7 separate regions of the Mus musculus genome follow, and regions 2, 3, 4, 5, 6 and 7 are each linked to region 1. Evidence: chromatin contacts called from public promoter capture Hi-C data. All regions are on one chromosome and are shown on one strand. The core of a region is the stretch at or near the end of the contact, and the rest is flanking DNA. Distances in the headings are between cores, read along the strand shown. Region 1 holds the start of Rpn2 (ribophorin II). Region 2 holds the start of Trp53inp2 (transformation related protein 53 inducible nuclear protein 2). Region 3 holds the start of Edem2 (ER degradation enhancer, mannosidase alpha-like 2). Region 4 holds the start of Cep250 (centrosomal protein 250). Region 5 holds the start of Nfs1 (nitrogen fixation gene 1 (S. cerevisiae)). Region 6 holds the start of Ralgapb (Ral GTPase activating protein, beta subunit (non-catalytic)). Region 7 holds the start of Lbp (lipopolysaccharide binding protein).

Region 1 (2,833 bases), core at 100-2,599:
GCTGATCAGAAGCATAGTATAGCTGAGGAGCTGAAGCTTAAATTTTACTTAATTGGACTAAGTTCAAAGAGAAATTACTGCAGAGAGCTAGTGACTGCTGTATGGAGGAGTGGTCCGACTCCCCGCTACATATCTGGAGTGATACTGAAGAGAAGCAGCATTGCTGTATTGCAAAATTCTACATGTTCACAATAGTTAATTAGCACACATCTAGGCTGTCATCAGAACGCAAGGGCTGAAATATTTCCTTCCTTTTAAAGTATTAAAAGTAACATTTCACAGAATAATAATAAAGAGTAAATAAGATAACATATGTAGGGTGCTCAGTACTCTTTCTGCCTATATTGTGAGCTCGGTAATCAGAGCTACACATTAGTTCTGGCTTCCATTTTTGAGTCTGTTAAATTTGCAGACCAGCGCATCCCTCAACCCTTCCTGGAGTAGACAGCAATTAACACGGAGACCCAAAACTGGTCAACACACAGAGAATAAGAGATCTTGGGACACTCAGCCCTAAATGGGATGTCTACAGCATCCCCTTTACCTCAGGGCTCATGGGCGTGGGTCTATGTGGAAGAGGAGAAGGATTGTTTAAGAGCCAGGGGTGATAAACGGCTTCCAATAAGCAGTTTTTCAGGGATTGTGTCAGTATGCACAAGACCCACAAAAGCTCAAGCCATACAAAACACAGAGAAGGGGGAGTGGGCACAAAAGACCCAACTGTAGCCAAAACTATTCATAACTGATAGCTGCTGGGAGAGGGAAAATCAGTTTTCTTCAGTGGAGTGACTGGGTATATCAACCACTCTCCAGGGCAGGACTCCATGCTTAGTTTGTTTTTTACTTTAGAAAGAGGAAAAATAGAGCATGAGTTGGGTGTGTAGGGAGTTGGGGGAGGATATGGAAGGTGTTGGGGGAAGGAAATGAATATGATCAAAATATATTGTATGAAATTTTCAAAAAAAAAAAATCAAACATTTTAAAACGCTCCTCTCCGTTACCTGTATAGCTCACAGGTTTGAAAACTGGATAAACCCTCACTCACCAGCCAATTATTAATAATCTAAGTAATGCATTAACCATAATTTCCCAAAGTGGATAAAATCAAATGTTACGATAACGCTCCCCTCCCAACCGGACCCTTTTAAAATTGGCCGGGCTGCGGGAGAGAACCGTGAGTGACAGCGCGTCCGGCCAGTCACTGTCACTGGCCAATCAGAGGTGGCCCCGTCTTAGGCCCGCCCCAAGGCCCGGCCCAATCGGGTCCCGGTGGCGGCGTGAGCAGGGCGGTTGAGAGGCGGTCGGTTCCAAGTGGGTCCCGGCGCGGGGGAGAGGACGGCTTGGCAAGCAGGACCCGTGAGTGAGGTTCGCACGCCGCGACTCAACTGCCCCACACTGCGGCTGCCGGGCACGGCCCTGCCAAGCGGGACCGCCGCGACTGACCTTTGCCGGGAGCCCATTCTGGCAAGTGGCGTGTGCCGCGGGTCCCTGGCGTCCCCTCCGGCGCGCTCTTGGAGCCACTTCCCGGAGCGGAAGTCTGCCTGCTCGGGCTCCGGTGGGACCTGCTCGGAGGAATGGCGCCGCCGGGTGAGGCGTTGCGCATGGCTCAATAGTGGGGCCCCGCGGCCGACACGCTTTGGGGAGCGGGGCGTCGCCCGCGGGAGGCTAGTGCGGACCACACGGGCGCCGGCTAGGCGCGGTTCCCCTCCCCTACGGGGCAGGGGCATGGGCACGGGCGCTTTCGGGGTCGAGCGTGTGGCGGAGGCTGCGAGCTGGTGAAGTGCTGGGGACCCGAAGGGTTGGTGGCGGGGCGTGCGACGTGGGACTACGGGTCCCCGCAAGGCCGAGCGCGAGCCCGGGCAGCGCGGAGCCCGAGCCTGGCCTCCTCCATTCATTCGAGTAGTACCAGCGGCCTACGCCTGTCACAGAGAGCCACCCCTGGCATCATGAAAGCTTTTGAGCATGTCACTAGACTTTCTTCGACTTCTAGGTTCCTTTTCCCTGACAGGGACAGGAGACTCACAGGTCTGTCTGGGAGCTGAAAGCCTAGGGTATGAAGTGATATTACGGGTGCAGACTTGTAACCGGCCACGTATTGATTGTGAGAACAGAAGCCAGGGACTCAACAGCTTAGTTTCTCATCTGGTATCTGCTTCGCAAGAGTTGTGTTAAATGATATTTCTGTGCTTGCTTTTAACAGTGCCGGGCAAAACTCAATGCTTGGTAGATTCTGAGTGGATAGGTGGGAATCTTAGTGTATTCAAGTCACTATTTTATTTGTTGGTAAAGTGGCTAAAGTCAGAACTTGCATTGAAACTTAAGTTTGAGTTTCAGTTATTTGTCTCAGGGCAAGGGAGTGGGCACCTACTTAAGAACCTTTTTTCTTTTCTTTACTTAGATAGGGTCTAGGGAGCTGGGAGTTGGTTCAGTGCAACTTGTGGATCTGAGTTCAAATCTTAGCACTGGGTATGGCTGGCTGCATTGTGCACGTAACCCCAGCATTGGAGGGCAGAGACCAGCAGATCCCAAGAGGTAACCATCTAGTCTAGCAAAAATGGTTCTAGATCAGTGAAAAGGCCCTGCCTCAAGGCAAGAAGGCATAGAACATCAGAGGAAGTCATCCTGTGTTTACTCTGGCCTCTGCATGCCTGTGCACTGGCATACACTTATGTGCATGTACCACAATACACACAGAATAGGTAGGGTCTTACTATGAAGCTGGGGCTCCAGCTCAGACTCACCATCTTGCCTCTGTTTCCCTAGTCCTGGAGTGACAGGTATGAAATAGTTTACAAACCATTTCTTGGTTTGTAAAATGCAGAAAATACCCACC
Region 2 (2,833 bases), core at 211-2,710, 1.9 Mb before region 1:
CCACCAGAGCATGAAGCTCTGAACTAGCTCCTGCTGGCCAGATGGGCAACCCTCCGAACCTCATCTCCCAACTCTGTTCCAGAGACCCAGACGCTCTAGCCATGGAAATCCCCTAAGTATTTCACAGGCCATTGCAAGAGCTGGGGCCTGGAGCACAAACCTGGCAGAGTCTTGGAGGATGACGGGTCTGGAAAACCCTGTCAGTTCTAAATGTGAATATCCATGGCAGCGTGACAGATAAACTAAGGCCCAGAATAGTAAGGATTTAACTTGAAATCACACAGGTTGAGACACAGGACTGGAAGCCAGGTTTCCCTTTAGAACCCTGGAGTTCAGTCCCTCTGGTGTAGGGTGTGATCAGAGTCAAGGCTAGTACCTGTGAGTTAAACTCCTGGCTCTGCCAAGGACTATTCCTTAATTACCTCGGAAAGTTGCTTAGATTCTCCTGGTCTGTTTCTTTAACTGTAAAAGGAGGATGCTACCTACCTTTTGGGTTTATTGTAAAGATTAAAAGGCAGCACAGTGCTTGGCATATGGTAAGTGTTCAGTGTCAGCTGGCAGTCTGGAAGAAGCAACCGTAGGTGCCCCTTCTTCTTTCCCTCCCCTCCCTCGGAGTCTCCTGTAGCTCAAGCTGCCTTTCAAACTCTTGAACCCATTTCTATCTACCAAGTGGTGAGATGAAAGGCAGGTACATGTAATCTCAGTTTCTCCACATGTAAATCAGGACTAACAATCCCTGCCCTGTCTGTCACTCTTTCCCCCCTGACCTGTTCCGGTAGCAACGTGGACTAAATAAGGTATGTAAACGTTCTAAGCCGAGCTGTCTCCAGGTCAATGTTTATTCAGCTTAGAGCAATTTCTTTCCAAGTCCTACGCTGGCCAGATTTCCTGTCAGCCCCATCAATTCTCTAACACTCGCAGGTGCTCCTTTGTAACCGCGGAAGGGGCAAGGTCCGCTCAAGCCCACCGTAAAAAGGAGCGGGGAAAACAAAAAACATAGAGGAGGGAGAGCAGGCAAGTAGGGCAGTGTAGAGAAGTGGGGTAAAAGGACAAGGAGGGTAAAAGGGACTTACAGATGGAGCGCGGCGGGGGTGGGTGGGGTGGGTGTCCTGCACCTAAGATGCAGGAGAAGGGATGTGCGGAGCTCTGGGGCAAGTGAGGGAGCAGGGATGTGTGCGGAAAAAGCAGCGAGGTGGGATTCTTGAGGAAGAATTGGGGGGTCGCTTTCAGTGTGAGGTCTGTGGGTAACTGGGGGCAGGGAATTCGGGCCGTCACCTCCACTCAGACAGAGGCTCCGAGAGCAGCTCCCGGGCTACAGCCACCCGCTGGCAAACCGCGGAGGGGCGGGGAAAGAGCATTCGGCGCCTGTGATTGGCTGCCGTCCCGACGGCCGCTGACGCGAGCGGGCGGGCCCCTTTGTGACGTCACAATCAGCTGTTGAAGCGTTCGGATTTGTGCCCTGAGCCCGGGCGCAGCGGCCGCAGCAGCTCCGGGCGTCCGTTCGGGAGCCCCGCCGTCTCTCGGCCCGTCCCCGGTATGCGGCTCCAGTTGTGAGCACCGGCGACCCGGGGACGCCCGGCCGCACAACTACCTCAGCGCAGCGGTTGCTGCAGCGGCCCCAGGTGAGTCCCGACCTCCGGGCTGGGGGCTCCGGGCACCCCCAGGACACGCCCTGCGCCCCCCTCTCCCGTTCTTTGTCTGTCTCCGCCGGCGGCAGCCGGAGCTGCGTTCTTGGCTCCCTATTGGTTGCTCCAAGCCGGTAGGCCATGACGTTGCTTTATTTGCATATGACATTGAGACGTCACCAAGGCCAGCCCCGCCTTCCAGGCTTGCATGGGTGCTTGTCCTCTGGTGACCCGGTGGGCGCTATGTCGTGCCCAGCCGGCCGAGGGTTGAAGAGACGCTGAAAGACAAGCGGGATCCGAAGGGACTCGGCGGTTTCCTGGGCTAATCTAGGGACTGGGGTCAGGCCTCTCATTTGTTTTTTCCTTGTGACCTGAGAGAGGGTAGGACAGCAAAGCTCGATTTAAGTTGAGAGGGCGGTAAGTAGATGGAGCTTCAGACTCCAGGTCCTGGAGACACTACCAGATGGTAGCGGATCCCCTCTGTCTTCAGGCTCCGCCCCCTAACATAATAACATCCTTCTAATCCCTGACATGTGTGCAGAGCCTGAGTTGATGTCATTTTCAGCCTACAAATATTGAGGGTCTTAAGCCCCACTTCACGGAAGAGGAAACTGAGACTCAGAGAGACGTAGTTTACTGGAGATCTCAGCCAATTAGAATCACACTCACTAAGTGGTAGATTCCTTAGCTGAAGTATAAGCTACATGCTTACATACATCTACTGAGGACCCTATCTTGGGTTCAGCACCAACCACAATTTGATGGGATGCTTCAGTCTTCATGATCCTGGACATTTTCCCAGGAGGTCTCTGAAAATTGGGTCTCTTACAAGGCCCTGACCTCCTCTGCCTTCTTTCTACTTCAAAACCCAATAAATGGCCGTCTCCCAGCTGTTTTGACCACAGAAAGGTGAGTCACTAGTTGCCTGCCTCCAGGTGTCTCCAGGGCAGATGTTGTTGAGAGGGAGTTGGGAGTTCCCTCTGTGGGCCTCCCATCAGAGCTGTCAGCTGGGAGAACCAGACCCTTCCCTGGCATTAGTGATGCAGAGCTTATGCTGTTTCCTGAGGCTGCTTCCAGAGTGACAGAAGGATGTCTCTTACTTTCCAAGTAAGTAGATCTGGAGTCCTTCCCAGGTTGAGGGTCGCTCAAGAATGGCCTGGGCTAGGGTTGGCTTAGGCCTCCAGTGCTATTCTAGGCACAGCCTCTGT
Region 3 (2,833 bases), core at 136-2,635, 1.5 Mb before region 1:
CAAGCAAGAAATAAAAGACCTCAGCAACTGGAGAGATGGCTCAGTGGTTGAGAGCACTGGTTGATCATCTCATACCCACAGGGCACCTCACACTGTCTGTAGTTCAAGTTCCAGGGAACCTGACACCCTCACATGGTTATAGATACAGGCAAACAGCCAGTGCGCACTAAATCAATAAATCATTCTATAAAAACGAAGCAAAACAAAACAAAACAAAAACCAACTCAGGATTACAGCCCTAGTGTCAGTTTTGGCTAATGCAATGATTCTTTGCTCGACTGGGTTCTTTATTCCAGTGAAAATGAAAAGATGATATGGTAACACAGAATTACTAAACGAAAATGAATCAGGTGACTTGTATGTATGGCGGTGAGAGGAGTTGGTATGAAGCTAGACGGGAAATATTTTTCAGTCATAAAGAGTACACCAACTACAAAGGGTCTTAACTGTGGGGAGAATAACGTTCCTCCTGGGCCTGTGCGCCCACCTATAAAATGAAGGAGTTGAGTTTCCTGACTCCCGGGAGTTTTTTCAAAATATTTTGTGACTCCAGAAATGTCCCCAAGTCCTCATACGTGGTTGCCTGTTCGGCTGAGGTGAGTCCAGAGGGCTAGCCTGCCAAGTTAAGCCAAGACTTTTTTGTACTGTGAAAAGCTGTGTAGTTCTGACAGCGCTGGTTTGGACTGAGGGGACGGGGTTGAATCAGCCCAGGTCGGAAACTTTCCACAATCAGTGAGACCATGAAGCCACCAGCCCTCCTATGATCCCGGCCAACCCCCTTGGCCCTCAAGCTGGCTCTACCTGCCCCAGGTGTCGTGCCCATCACAGGTGAGAGGTCTCAGCTCATCGTAGGGAAAGGCATTTTCCAGGTAACTGTCGTAGGCGTGGTAGAACATGGCCTTGACTCGCTCCCTGGTTCGAGGGATGAGAAATAAGGTAGGGGGCCAGAACACAAAACCAGGCGGGAGAAAGGACCAGACACAGGACGGAGAATGGGAACCACAAAATGATTTCTGCCGAGGGCCCAGCAGCGGGACCAGAGCACGTCAGGGTGGGGGTCCTGGGGTGGAGGGAAGGGAAGGGACCCGGTGGGCGCTTGCCACTCCCCAGCCGTAGAGAGCGGGAGCCTGGCCCCCTTCACCTGTAGTGGGCGGGGTCGGGCGCGGTGCCGTCGGGGCCTGGCGCACCATGGTGCAGGGGTAGCAGCACGCACACGAGGCCGAGCGGGATGAGTAGCCGGAAAGGCATAGAGCTCGTGTCCTGTCAGTGCCGCCGCAGCAGCTGCAGCCACCGCCACCAGCTCATCCTCCGAGCCGCGGCTGGTTCTTCCGGGGATACGCACCACGACGCCTGCGCGTTGGGCAAGAAGCCTCTCACTTCCTGACTACAAAGCCCAGGATGCAATGGGCGGTGGAGCCCTGGCAAAAGAGCATCTCGGGATTTCTGGTCTACAGAGAGGAGTTCAACGTGTCTTAAAGACAGTGGTTGCTGTGGCTGCTGTTAATAATGTTTTCACAATCCCAGTTTCTGTTTGTTGAGCACCTTCGGTGAATTAAAGTGTTAGGAGCACTTTACAGGCGCCATCTAGTTAATTTTTGTTTTTTTTCCAAATACCTTTTAAAGGAGGGGCTAGCAGGTACTCAAGATTTGAGCAGATGCCTATGTAAATATGGATGAAAAATGTTCGGCTTTGACTATAATAGACACAGGGTTTGACAAACCATTGTGTAAGTAAACTCTAGAATTATTTTCCCAAAGCCTTAAGGTTTCCAGAAATCCCTTTTGTTCTAGGAATTCATACATTTATGACGGTCTTTCACTTTAGGGTGCCATGAAATCACGGTCCCTTCAGTCTCTAAATCAACCCAGGACTTTACCTGGACCATCTCAGTGGCTGCCATCCCTGGTGAGAATGAAGACCCAGCATTCTTCCTTTAAGAACATCTGGGCCGGCCGGGCGGTGGTGGTGCACGCCTTTAATCCCAGCACTTGGGAGGCAGAGGCAGGCACATTTCTGAGTTCGAGGTCAGCCTGGTCTACAAAGTCAGTTCCAGGACAGCCAGGACTACACAGAGAAACCCTGTCTCGAAAAAACAAAATAAAACAAAATAAAAAGAACATCTGGGCCAGTTTCCCCACTCTCTTGCTAGGTCCTAGACTCTGTTAGTGCGCTATCTACAGCAACCCCCTTCTCTTTGGTCAGTGGAATGAGCTGTAGACAACCCTAGATTTGAAGTTCGATTGGGGTTCATTACGACTCTACCATTCACACATAACCTATATAACCTTAAAGGAGTCCCTCTCATCCTCCAGGCACAGCACCCACATTTATGAAAGGGTTTGTCTAAACTGATATTTGAGATCCTTTTAATTTGAACTTTTCTTTAATTCTAGCATTGCCCAACTCTTCTTTGCTGAAAAATTCAGAGGGAAATGGCTGCTCCATTTATTGAGCAAAGTGCAGGCAGACTCTGCCTTCTTTGGCCCAGTTGTTTGTTTGTTTGTTTGTTTGTTTGTTAATTCTTGTTCTTTGACAATTTCATATATGTATGAATATGTTCTGGTCACCGCCCCTCCCCCATTACCTTCACCATTCTTCTCTCCTCCTTTTTCCTCCCAAACCCCTCCTACTGTCATTTTTTGTGGTTGTGATTGGGGTAGATTAGGTTTAATTAGGGCTGCTTACATAAGCATAGGTGAAGAGTTATAAGCAAGTTTGGAGCACACAATAATATTATTTATTTATGTACATGAGGATTTTGTACATAATTTTGTGCATGCCAGGTCACCTCTGAGGCCAGAAAAGGGTGTAGAGTCCTCTGGGTCTAGAATT
Region 4 (2,833 bases), core at 108-2,607, 1.3 Mb before region 1:
TACTGAGATGATTCATTTCTTTGTTTTTGCTTATTTGTTTGTTTTGTCTCTACTAAAATTATAACCAACTGGGAATCAAATAAAAATTTAATGCTGGCCTGGAGAGATGGCTCAGGGGTTATATAGCAGTGACTGCTTTTCCAGAGGTCCTGAGTTCAATTCTCAGCAACCTCATGGTGCTCACAACCATCTGTAATGGGATCGGACGCCCTCTTCTGGTGTGTCTGAAGACAGCTACAGTGTACTAATATAAATGAATAAAAAATTCACACACACACAAAAGAAAGAAAGAAAGAAAGAAAGAAAGAAAGAAAGAAAGAAAGAAAGAAAGAAAGAAAGAAAGAAAGAAAGAAGGGAGGGAGGGAGGGAGGAAGAAAGAAAGGAGGGAGGGAGGGAGGAAGAAAGAAAGAAAGAAGGGGAAGAAGGAAGGGAGGGAGGGAGGGAGGGAGGGAGGGAGGGAGGGAGGGAGGAAGGAAGGAAGGAAGGAAGGAAGGAAGAAAGAAAGAAAGAAAGAAAGAAAGAAAGAAAGAAAGAAAGAAAGAAAGAAAGAGAGAAAGAGAGAAAGAGAGAAAGAGAGAAAGAGAGAAAGAGAGAAAGAGAAAGAAAAGCCGGGCAGTGGTGGCGCACGCCTTTAATCCCAGCACTTGGGAGGCAGAGGCGGGCGGATCTCTGAGTTTGAGGCCAGCCTGGTCTACAGAGTGAGTTCCAGGACAGCCAGGGCTACACAGAGAAACCCTGACTCGAAAAACCAAAATAAATAAATAAATAAATGAAAAAAATCAATGCTAAGAAAATGCGTCAATAATGATTGTACAATATATTATCAAAATAACTCCCCGTTCCTAGCGGAACGCAGTCAAGTAGCGGTAGTCATAACCGGACAAAGTAGCCAACGACACAGTTGTTTGCGAATGTTCTGTTTCCTGGGGCTGCGTGGAGGATCAGTAAAGATCTAAAGCTGAGACATTCGTTTGCCCAGATTTAACTGGAGCTAGGTGCTTTCACCCAGTTACTGTACTTGGCTTTGTTGGTGAGACAGTGCGCAGGTGCACCGAGACCTTGGCTACACGCATGCGCAGTACTTAACTCTGAAGCCACAGGCGGGAGCTTACGGGCGAGTGTTTCTTCTCCACCTCAGAACGTTCAGTGCTAGAATTCAGAGACGGTGACTGTCTTTACTTTTGGAGAGCGACCTTGGTCTCACTATATCCCCCCCTTTCCTTTTGGGCTTCTCTAGTAAGTTGGCTGCCAGTACTTAATATGGCGAGAGGTTTGCAGCGGCGCACTCATTCCCGGCGCTCGGCTGGACTGGGCTGGGCGGTTCCCCACGAAAGGGCGGGAGTTTGACGGGCGGGGCCTGGCCTCCAGACTGAGGGCGGCCCCAGGCCGGGCCTGCAGGTTGCTGCAGCGGCCTCGGTAGCTGCGGAGCGCTTCGGGATCCCCGGGAACCGACTCTGGTGAGGTGGGCAGGGGCAGGCGGGAGGCGCTGAGCGTAACGGTCCGAGGTCCAGGGCCTGGGCGCCCGCGGGGATGTCGCCTGGACAGCGGCTTCCTGTATCCCGGGAGGCACCCCGGGCCCAGAGAGGGGCTGGGACCTGTCCCAGTGGTCGGGGCCTGCCTGCCTCAGTTTCCTGCTGCAGCCGCCGCCCAGAGAACCTCACACTCGGGTGGCCCACTGTCGTAGCCCGGAGCTGACGGGATGAGATGCTGCGCGCCCTGCGGATCACGCTCCGTGCACCCGGGAGTTTTGCAGCGCCCTGTGCTCATACGGCTTTGCATGTGATCTTCCCCTGAAAGTCCGCTCTCAGCCCACTGCCCCATTATCAGAACTTTGATTTTTCAGAACTCAAAGATCACTTCTTTAAAAATCTTTCTTGAGGCCTGCTCCAGGCTCAACTGATCAGATTCTTGCCTTTTGCGAACTTTGCCCAAGTCAGTGTTCTGCCACTCTTTCTTGTTCTGGGCTTGTTAGAAATCATGTCCTTTTTTTTCAACTCTTATGCCCTATGATGACTACTAGTAACTAAAAAAAAGTTACTGAATAGTCGAAAGATGACAGCTCTATTAAATGCATTACCTACAAAGGCCCCTTTAATCCATGCAGCGATCTATGGTGTGCGTTCTGTATATTCACGTTTTATGCACGAAGAAACAAGCACTTATAAATCAAGTTTCACAATGAGCTAGAACCCCCTACGAATATTATGACTTAACTAGATTGCCTTTAGTTTGCTGTTTATACGTTAGCCTGTAAGATATGGAGGTCAGGGTTGCAACTCACGTTTCAATAAAAGGGCTGCTTTTTTTTTTAACCCAGCGTCTTATGCAGCCAGTCAGTGTTGAGATTTCAGGCCTGTGAGTCTAGGCTGGGCCCTGAGAAAGCTTATGAAGTAGGATTGATAATATTACCAAATCGATAGTTTTCTTAACAAAAATCAAGGCCAGCTCTGCACTGTCTTACTGGTACATCTACACCCTGTGCTGCAGGAACATATTGTCACATTTTGCTCAAATTACCTCAGAAAGCTTCAGGTGTGGATGTCATTAATTCATTCCCCTTAGGAAATGCTCTGCAGTGCTGTGAGTTTTATATTTTTTGATTTTGGCAGCTAATGAAATGAGAATAGAATTTGGAATTGAATTAGACTTTGATTTCCGCTTTGCTACTAACCAGTTGCGCCTGGTGGACACGTGAAGGCTATAGAGGACGTTGTGGAGATGTCTTTAGCCTTCGTGTGGGTTAGAATCATTAGGCCAACTCCTTACCTGTGGAACCATGCTCCCATGTAAAAAATATTTAGTTTTAAGCCGGGTGTGGTGGCGCACGCCTTTA
Region 5 (2,833 bases), core at 227-2,726, 1.1 Mb before region 1:
TGGCTGTCCTGGAACTCACTTTGTAGACCAGGCTGGCCTTGAACTCGGAAATCTGCCAGCCTCTGCCCCCGCCCCCCATGCTGGGATTAAAGGCATGTGCCACCAATGCCTGGCACATTTAACAAACAAACAAACAAACAAACAAAAGTTTGAGGGGGCTGGAGAGATGGCTCAGCAGTTAAAGAGCACTGACTGCTCTCCCAGAGGTCCCGAGTTCAATTCCCAGCAACCACATGGTGGCTCACAACCATCTGTAATGGAATCTGATGCCCTCTTCTGGAGTGTCTGAGCATAGCTACAGTGTCCTTGTGTATATATAAAATTAAAAACAAAACAAAATAACAACATAGGTTTGAAACTCCCTATGTGGCTTAGGCTGGTCTTAAGCTCACTCAAACTACCCATGCCACACTGTCCAGCTCCAACACCCGAGCAATTACTATTAGTTATAATGCCTGTACTGGAAGGATCTGACAGGGTCAGTAGCTAAAAAACAGTAAAGCCTTTTCTACTAAACTAACATCTTAGCCTCCTGATTCCTGGCAGCTCCTTTTCCTAGCACATTTAATAGTTCTCAAGTCGGATGAATTTTAGCCTGTCGGTGAAATTTGTCCTTCTAACCTTTCCTCCCTACAAAGAACCTCTGTTAGTCCTTACCAGAGGAGTGGTGGCCTGTACGTCCATGTAGAGAGGTCGCAGCACTGCCTCTGCCTCTGAGTGAACAGGCGAATGGGGGCCATGATCTACAACTAACAACAGATAGCAGTGGCAAAGTGAGAAACCGTGGACGAAGGGCACACAAAACAACAGATGGTCAAAGCTTCTTTGAGGTGAATTTAAGGAAGGCGGAGGTCCAGTGTCAAAGTAAACAAACAACAACACGCGCTGAAAGACATCGAGTTAAGTAATAGACACAGGGTTCTTGGAAAGGGCGCGGGCAGCAGCAGTCGGGGGCAATGTTTAAACTACATAGCACCGAGTGGGACGAGCTGTAAAAAGCAAAGCCATTTAGAAGAAAAGTGAAAAGCGCAGGTTCCTTCAAAGGTTCACGGCAGGAGGAAGCTCATCTAGCATCTTTAAGACTTGGTCAGGAGAGAACTGAAGGATGAGAATTCCGCTCAAGGGAAGTGCGGAGCAGTATGTAAGGGCCCTCCCGAAAACAAATAGGAGACCGGGCGACGGGAAGGTTTAAGAGACTGGGCGATGGAACAAGGCGGGTAGGATCCGCAATAATGCAGTGCTTAGCAGCACCGACCCAAGGGGGTTCGCTCCTCCAGAAACCGTGGGAACGAAAAGGAAAGGGAACGTACCGCGCAGGCGCAGTCCCCGGGTGGGCACCGAGGACCTTCCCAGGGCCAAGGAGGTAGCCGCCAACGACGCCCGCCTCCAAGCGGCTCGCAGCAGCATGTTCCCAGCCACAGAGCCCACCATCCGCGGCGCTTGCAAGTCCTCAGCCCATGCTCCCGGAAGTAACTGCGCTGTGCTCCGGAAGCGATCCCACGGACCGCGAGCGCCCTCCGCCTAGCATTCGGAGTGAGACGTCGAGCTGAGCGATCGCAGCGGAGAACGAGGTGAGGTGGGGCCCGACAGTGGCCTGCGTCGCGCGTGCGGGGTCCTCCATCGCGAGGGTGGTGGAGGCGTGCCGCGGGCTGGCTTCTGACCCGGGTGCTATGTGACCCTGCTGTGCGTCCCCTGGCCGACGCCACGGCTGGTGACCAGGCCCTCACTGTCCTAGCACTCTCGCCGCAGATGCCGGTGGCCGTGGGTCCCTACGGGCAGTCCCAGCCCAGCTGCTTCGACCGCGTGAAGATGGGCTTCGTCATGGGTTGCGCAGTGGGTATGGCGGCCGGGGCGCTGTTCGGCACCTTCTCCTGTCTCAGGTGAGCCTCGCGGACAGAACTTCCTGCCTTCCGAGGGCTCCAGAGCCCACTCAGACGAGGTTGAAAGCACAGGATTTACGGATCTGAGTTCTAAAGTCAAAATGGCTTTCTGACTCCTTTGTTAGTTCAGTGTTATTGAGTTTAGTGGAGTACTGGACACTTACCTCCACTTTTGTAAGAGCCAATCATATTAGTATGATTTACATTATCTGGCACGTCGTAATTACTTAGCGAAGGGTTATTATTGTTGCATGGCGTTTTAACTCCCAACTGCATGTAATGAAGCAAGCCTGATGAGAATTAGGTGTAGTGAAATATTCTACCTCTGAGATAAACTGCTATCACATTTGGATACTGTGCTTATAAATTACTATTTACCCAGCACTAGTTTAATTGTAGTGCTAAGTACTGTAGTTAACCACCGAGCATTAGCTGTGAGCACCTTAAATCCACCAGCACTCTGGACGGAGTGGCAGATTCCTGAGTTCGATACTAGCCTGGTATATAAATGTGAGTTCCAGACAGCCAGGGCTGTTACACAGAGAAACCGTCTCAAAATAAATAATAATAATAATAAATAATAAATTAAAAAGTGTAGTTACCGAGTCTGTAATGTCCATTTTACACTTTATGCAGTTTATAAATTGCAGCGCTTGACTCAATCTAGGTTAAACAAAACAAAACACTAAGGAATTATCTAGAAGAAAACTGGCTACTCAATGATAAAATACCATAGAGGCACAAACACGACTGCTTTCTTGCCCATGTACTTCATTATCTCTGCATCTACAAACTAATGCAGCATTCAGCACAGGTCCTAGAGACCCTAGATAGATATTTTCCTTGTCATTGCTAATCCTATGTGGGGAAGAGTAGCATTTTAAGAATGACAAATGAGATTGTCAAGCTGTTAGTGCTTAATATATTCAACAGATTTTAAAGGGGGGTACTTA
Region 6 (2,833 bases), core at 222-2,721, 1.1 Mb after region 1:
CAGTCCTCCGTGTCTGTCACTTTTCCAATTCCCATCACCCACTCCTCTTCAACCCTATCAGTCTGATCTTCCATAGATGTTCAATATTCGGTGTTAGGAATGTGGTCGCAAGTAACAGAAAACTCAATGGATTGTGGTATAAATAAGGCCCACCACCCTCTTTAAAGCAGGAAAGGAGTACAGAGTCCATGCAGTTTCCTTGGTGTGTCCTAAAGAGGCAGGTTTCTTTGCCTTGTTTTACATTTATAGTAGAGTCTTCTGCAAGATCTCAGAATGACTGCCACATCTCCTGGCATTGTATTATACCATGGTTCCAATCATGAAGTTGGGGAAAGTTGAAGGACACAAAATTTCTCAGGACTTCCTTTATATCCTAAGTCTCCCTTGGAACTTTGGTTTATGCTTTATGGACTAGAACTTTGTTTCACTGGTATGCTGTCAAGCAGGGGAGGGGGCTTTGCTTTTTGGCCTCTGTAGTGTAGAAGTGGGAAGGAGAGAGGGGCTTGGAATAGTGACCATGTGATAAAGCACTTATCAAAAACTGTCTAATTGAACTTTACTGCTTCATCCACACACTGTCCTGGCACATTGTTACCCACCCCTTCCCCTCTTCCTGTAGGTGAGGTTGTGGTCTTAAAGAATCCTTGTTTTATCTCTTCTACGAGGGCACTAGTTTCTTCTTCACTCCTACTTGGTTCATGGTCTCTTCTGAGGATGACAGTCACCGTTTTCTCTGCTTTCCATACAAATGTGTTTTTTGCACAGCCTAACACCCTGATCCCTCCACCTCTGAGTTCCAAGGTCAGTCACAAGGCCAGGCTCTCTATGAAGCTGTCTCCATCCCTCTTTCCTCTCAGCCTGACACGTGGGGAGTACGTCTAAAATGTTGTTACTTTCCTCGTGGAAGTTGAAACGAAATTCTTGACAGTGGTACTGTTTGCAAAACGTCCGGTGCATGGCAGGTGCTCGAACTTGTATCTCTTGTTAGTAATAGCTTATCTCCCCGATCAGATACAACTCGTTGGTGACAGGTTCTGAATCATCCTTTTAAAGCACGTCAGGCCTGGCGAGGACATTGCCCATAATAATGCTGCGCCCATGTAATAAGGGGCTGGGCAAAGGAAGAGCTACAATGCTGAGATGTGAGACATTCCTTTAGCCTGAATGGTAGCCAACTTTTCATAGAGAAGCCCCTTACTCTTCTGCACTAAGAACATGTAGAAGCCAGATTGCTTCTGGAGCTGGCACCGCGATGACGTAAGTGTCCGTCACTTTACTCCTCCCACTCCACCGAAGCCCGAAAGGGGGCGGTGTGGGCAATCGCGCTTCGCGCGGCCCTCTGGGACGGCTGCGCACGCGCAGCTTCCGGCTCCAGGCTCGGAGACTTATTTGACGCTGCCCACTCGGTCCCTTCAGAAGTCGCGGGTCAGCAGCGCCGCGCAGGCGCAGTAGTCCCTTCGGCTGGGGAATTATTTGACGCCACCGCCCCTGGCAGTCGGAAGTTGCTTGAACGGAGCCCAGCCGGCCGGCCAAGCGACCGGTGTTCGTCGTCCCCTGGGCGCCCTGGGAGAGTCACTGACGGGTGGACGGACTGACTGCCGGTGGAGGGCCGGCCGGGGCAGTGGCAGCGCGGGCCGGATGGCGCGGGTCGCGTGAGGCGGCAGGCCGAGTGCGGCCCGCGGTGCGCCCGCCCAGCGATGCGGGCCCCGCCCGTCGCCTCAGGTACGCGGCGGCCGGCGCGGTGCGGCCGGACCCTCCCCTCTCGCCGTGCTTTTTTTTTTTTTTTTCCCTCTCCTCAGCAGCTACTGAGGCAGGGGCTCTTTGAACCTCCGCTGCTCCCGGGGCCGAGCGTCGGCGGGCGCATTCCTGGGTTCTGAAGTGGCCGCACCGGGCGCGGGAGCACAGTCCTGGCCCGCGGATTCTGCCGGGTGTGAGCGAACCCGGGAGGGTCGGACTGGCGGAGCGCCCCCCTGGCAGCCTGGGGACAGGGGCGGGTCTGGAGTGGCAGCGGCAACTCCGGGGAGGATGCGGTCCACCGAGGGGCAGGTGGAGTTGCTGCCGTCCGGTGAGGATGCTACTGCCCAGGGCACGGTGACGCTTGCGAGGAGAGTAAACAGCCACCCTCCGCAAATGCTTGCTTTCCGCCAGGCCCAGGCCAGATAGGGAATTTGAGCACCCTGCACGGCAGGACTGTTACCCCATTCTACGGACCAGGCAACCGAGGCCCAGAGCGATCGGGCGCCTTTGGTGCCCAAGGTCATAGAGCTGGGTAATTTGAACTCAAGCAGCCTTGACAGTCCGATCCAGGTTCTTAACCAATTAGGTCATTGGATGTCCAACTTTGATGCACGGTAAAAATCACTTGGGGAGTTTTGAAAAGATTCCTGGTGCCATAGCACCTCAAACTAATTAAACCACCATGTCTAGAGGGTAGGGGGAGACAAATACTAGTATCTTTCTAGTATTTGTCTTTCCGGAGATCCCCTAGTGGTTCTGGGCTATAGTGAGGTTTGACAAGTGTGAAAGCATGTAATCTCAGAGGTCTGACAGTGCCTCTCCAGTTTATGTGTGCAGGAGGATGCTTGTTAAGATCGTGGATTCCACTGGCAGAAATTCATATTGTCACTCCCTTCCCCCCAGCGCGCCCTTGTTCTATTGCTGGAACTCTCCATTTCTCTGCCTCAGCCTCCTGAGTGCTAGGATGGTAGCTGTTCACTAAGAGAGAACTTTTCCTTAGATCCACAGACTACCACCCCTTTGGTAGGTAGGCCTCCTTGAGGGTGAGACCCAATTATGGATTCTTAGCAGAGCTTTTAAAAAAAATGTATACATT
Region 7 (2,833 bases), core at 173-2,672, 1.0 Mb after region 1:
TAGGAATGGCAAGTCCCACTTATTCCTGCAGTTTTGTCACCAAACCAGACCCAGATGCTGCCCTCTGCCTCTTGGAAGCTGGTCCTTGAGAGATGAGAGCTGGCAGGTGAGATTTATTCAGGTTTATTCAAGGGCTGGCAACCTGGATAGTCCAGGGAGCTCTAACCCTCAAAGCTTCAACATGTTCAACACAAAGAGGTTTCACAGGGAGAGAACAGACTAGACTGTGGGCAGGAAGGCTACCCATTTCTCGCAGTTTTCATGGCCCTGGGTGTGAGTCACTTTTATTTTCCTCTTACTTTCTGGCTGTGGAGCGCTTCAGTTTGGCCTCACATGCATGGGTGCTTTGTTCATGCCTTAGTATTATTCCACAGAGCCTCTGCCTCCTGCGTGCATTAGCTTTACATGCTTAGGGCTTTTCCGTGTCAACCCTCGGGGCAGTTCAGGGGAGTTGTGTTAGTTTATACTCAGGAGGAAAGGCTAAAGAGGACAGGCACTGCATGCTCTGGTGTAGTGCGAGGGTCCCTGAGGCTCTCTATTCTGTAAACCTTAGAGTGCTTATCGGGCAACATCTTTATCATAAGCTGCATTTAGAATCCTGGCACTGGGAAAGTAGAAAGGGCTTGAAGAGGATCAAGAGTTCAAGACCAACCTGGGCTACATAGGAAGACCCCCCTCCCCCATCTCAAAAAAAAAAAAAGAGAGAGAGAGAGAGAGAGGAAGGAAGGAAGGAAGAGAGAGAGAGAGAAAGAAAAGAGAAACAGAAGAATTTTCTAGAATGCAGGGAAACGGGGCACACGTGATCCTCACAAAAGGTAAAAGAGAAAGCAGAATTGGAAGGGTGACACGGCCAAGCCCAACTCTCAGAAGACAGGCACCGTCCCTCTCCCCTGCCGCCTTAGCCGGTGCTCACTCCTCTGCCCGGGTCATGCAGCGCAAGGCAGCTGACACATTAGAACTCGGACTGTTATGTACAGCAAGTTCCAGCTAGGGTCATGGGGCATCAGGATGTTCTGAGAGCTTTCGGGTGGTGTTTGGTTTGGCGTGGTGCTGGAAAGATATGCCAAGCTGCTGTTCAGACAGCTATCCCATTGCAAGGTTGGGAGGAGAAGTCCCTATTTAAACAAACAGTTAAAAGAACGGAGAGCAGGGGAAGACAATCCTACTTTTCCTTCCTGCTTTCATGGGCTGGGCTGTGACCCTGAGTGAACCTCAAATTCCTGTCTGTGACACCAGGCCTTCCTAGCAGAGAGTCAAGAAGGTTGGCAGAGGCAATGCAGAACCTCCAGAGAGTGTGGGGTTTCCCCCTTCTCCATGCAGGGGAGAATGGGAGTGGCTTATCCCCTTGGCACCAGGCCTGCCCTCCTAACCTGTGCAGTGATCACAACAATGACCCTCCCCCACCCCCCACCTCCCACCCCTGTGGTGTCGCAAGAGGGTTCCAGTCAGTGGGCCTCTCTTTCCCTGGGCCTCTCTTTCCTGCTCCCAGGAGCCCGCCCTCCCTCAAGAACCGCCCCCTAGCCCTGGGCCTTGACTAGTTAAGAACACCAGAGCCAGCCCACTCTGTCACAGTCCTCACTCCCCCACGGAGCATCCAGGATGAAGGCTGGGACTGGACCTCTGCTCTCTACATTGCTGGGGCTGCTGTTCCTGTCCATACAGGGAACTGGCGGTGTCAACCCCGGTGTGGTGGCCAGGATCACCGACAAGGGCCTGGCCTACGGTAAGAAGCCATAATATAGGCTGGCCAAGGAGGCGGGACACCAGGCACAGCCTGGATGTGAAGGGCATTGTCCCTCTGGTAGGGAGTCTGCTATACGGGTATGTGGCAATAGCTGCCATCTGGCTGGTCACTCTCCAGATATGTGACCTCAGCCCATAGCTTGTATTTTGAGGGCTGGGGGGAAGGTTTGGGGTCCAGCAGCTGAAGCAGGAGGTAAGAGAGATAAGCAGGTAGCAGTGGGCAGATAGGCTGGGAAGAGAAGGCAGACAGCCGAGGTAAACAGCCCCACACAGCAGCTGGAACCAGTTCTTTGGAAGAGTCTTGGTGGAATTTGAAACCATCACCTAAAACCACAAATCCTAAGTGAAGGCAGTTAGAGACTGGGAGGGCCAAGCAAGGCTACGGACGGGGATGGGATGTGCCCCCTTGGCATCTGAGTGGCAGTCATGTGACTTACCAAACATTAAAACTTATTGATCAGTGATTGCTTCAAGGTGAGCACTCCTTAGGTACCTTTATGCATGTCACTCCCAACTTCCCTCCCTCCCTCCTTCCTTCCTTCCTTCCTTCCTTCCTCCCTTCCTTTTTAAATGTTCATGTATTGCTGTCCTGGGAATTGCACATGCTAGGCAGGTACTTCATCACAGAGCTATGGCCGCAGCTGCACCTTCTCTTTTTTGTTTTTGAATTTTGGACAGCAACTCCCTAACTTACCCAGGCTAGCTTTGAACTCACACTATAGGTAAGGCAGGTCTTGAACTTGTGATTCTCCTGCCTCAGCCTCCTAAAGTAGCCTGGGTTCCATTTCTGCAACACCAGGCTTGATCCAACTTGACAAACTAAGAAAAGGTATTTAACAAGCTACTGAGAGTGACACAGAATTATCGTGTCCAAGGGGTGAGGGAGCTGGGATGTTTGTACAGCCCAGACCTATCACTTCGGTAGAGCCTCCATTGCCTAATCTAATGGAGGTCATAACACTGCTTCAGTTGAGTAGGGATAGTGGGATCTAAAACAGGCTATGGACAGAAGGGAAAATCAGGGAGGGCTTCCAGGGGGAGGCAAAGTAGAACCAGCAATAAGAACTAGCCAGGGACAAAGGGTGTCGTT

The links. Promoter capture Hi-C pulls out the DNA fragments that hold promoters and counts their contacts.
Region 2: a contact with region 1 is called in a promoter capture Hi-C map of pre-B cells, with 4 times the contacts expected there. The contact joins the promoter of Trp53inp2 here to the promoter of Rpn2 in region 1.
Region 3: a contact with region 1 is called in a promoter capture Hi-C map of pre-B cells, with 4 times the contacts expected there. The contact joins the promoter of Edem2 here to the promoter of Rpn2 in region 1. A contact is called at or near these places in 2 of 39 promoter capture datasets (liver and pre-B cells).
Region 4: a promoter capture Hi-C map of liver shows a contact between it and region 1, with 2.6 times the contacts expected there. The contact joins the promoter of Cep250 here to the promoter of Rpn2 in region 1. A contact is called at or near these places in 2 of 39 promoter capture datasets (liver and pre-B cells).
Region 5: a promoter capture Hi-C map of pre-B cells shows a contact between it and region 1, with 4 times the contacts expected there. The contact joins the promoter of Nfs1 here to the promoter of Rpn2 in region 1. A contact is called at or near these places in 2 of 39 promoter capture datasets (cranial neural crest and pre-B cells).
Region 6: a promoter capture Hi-C map of liver shows a contact between it and region 1, with 3 times the contacts expected there. The contact joins the promoter of Ralgapb here to the promoter of Rpn2 in region 1. A contact is called at or near these places in 2 of 39 promoter capture datasets (liver and pre-B cells).
Region 7: a promoter capture Hi-C map of hippocampal neurons shows a contact between it and region 1, with 3 times the contacts expected there. The contact joins the promoter of Lbp here to the promoter of Rpn2 in region 1. A contact is called at or near these places in 5 of 39 promoter capture datasets (3T3-L1-derived adipocytes, cranial neural crest, embryonic stem cells and 2 more).

The regions. Positions count from the first base shown.
Region 1 is chr2:157,277,749-157,280,581 of GRCm38.p6, forward strand. It overlaps Rpn2 (ribophorin II), which reads left to right and starts at 1,350. Exons shown (of 17, transcript NM_019642.4): 1 at 1,350-1,587. The coding sequence starts at 1,575. Mroh8 (maestro heat-like repeat family member 8) reads right to left here and starts at 1,801. Exons shown (of 25, transcript NM_001039557.4): 1 at 1,444-1,801. The coding sequence starts at 1,727.
Region 2 is chr2:155,380,396-155,383,228 of GRCm38.p6, forward strand. It overlaps Trp53inp2 (transformation related protein 53 inducible nuclear protein 2), which reads left to right and starts at 1,461. Exons shown (of 4, transcript NM_178111.3): 1 at 1,461-1,622.
Region 3 is chr2:155,728,090-155,730,922 of GRCm38.p6, forward strand. It overlaps Edem2 (ER degradation enhancer, mannosidase alpha-like 2), which reads right to left and starts at 1,386. Exons shown (of 11, transcript NM_145537.2): 1 at 1,142-1,386; 2 at 802-912. The coding sequence starts at 1,248.
Region 4 is chr2:155,955,201-155,958,033 of GRCm38.p6, forward strand. Cep250 (centrosomal protein 250) reads left to right here and starts at 1,358. Exons shown (of 33, transcript NM_001130000.1): 1 at 1,358-1,457.
Region 5 is chr2:156,142,710-156,145,542 of GRCm38.p6, forward strand. Nfs1 (nitrogen fixation gene 1 (S. cerevisiae)) reads right to left here and starts at 1,477. Exons shown (of 13, transcript NM_010911.2): 1 at 1,311-1,477; 2 at 658-749. The coding sequence starts at 1,431. Romo1 (reactive oxygen species modulator 1) reads left to right here and starts at 1,444. Exons shown (of 3, transcript NM_001164216.1): 1 at 1,444-1,571; 2 at 1,750-1,880. The coding sequence starts at 1,750.
Region 6 is chr2:158,408,382-158,411,214 of GRCm38.p6, forward strand. It overlaps Ralgapb (Ral GTPase activating protein, beta subunit (non-catalytic)), which reads left to right and starts at 1,472. Exons shown (of 30, transcript NM_001291138.1): 1 at 1,472-1,722.
Region 7 is chr2:158,305,071-158,307,903 of GRCm38.p6, forward strand. It overlaps Lbp (lipopolysaccharide binding protein), which reads left to right and starts at 1,423. Exons shown (of 15, transcript NM_008489.2): 1 at 1,423-1,723. The coding sequence starts at 1,600.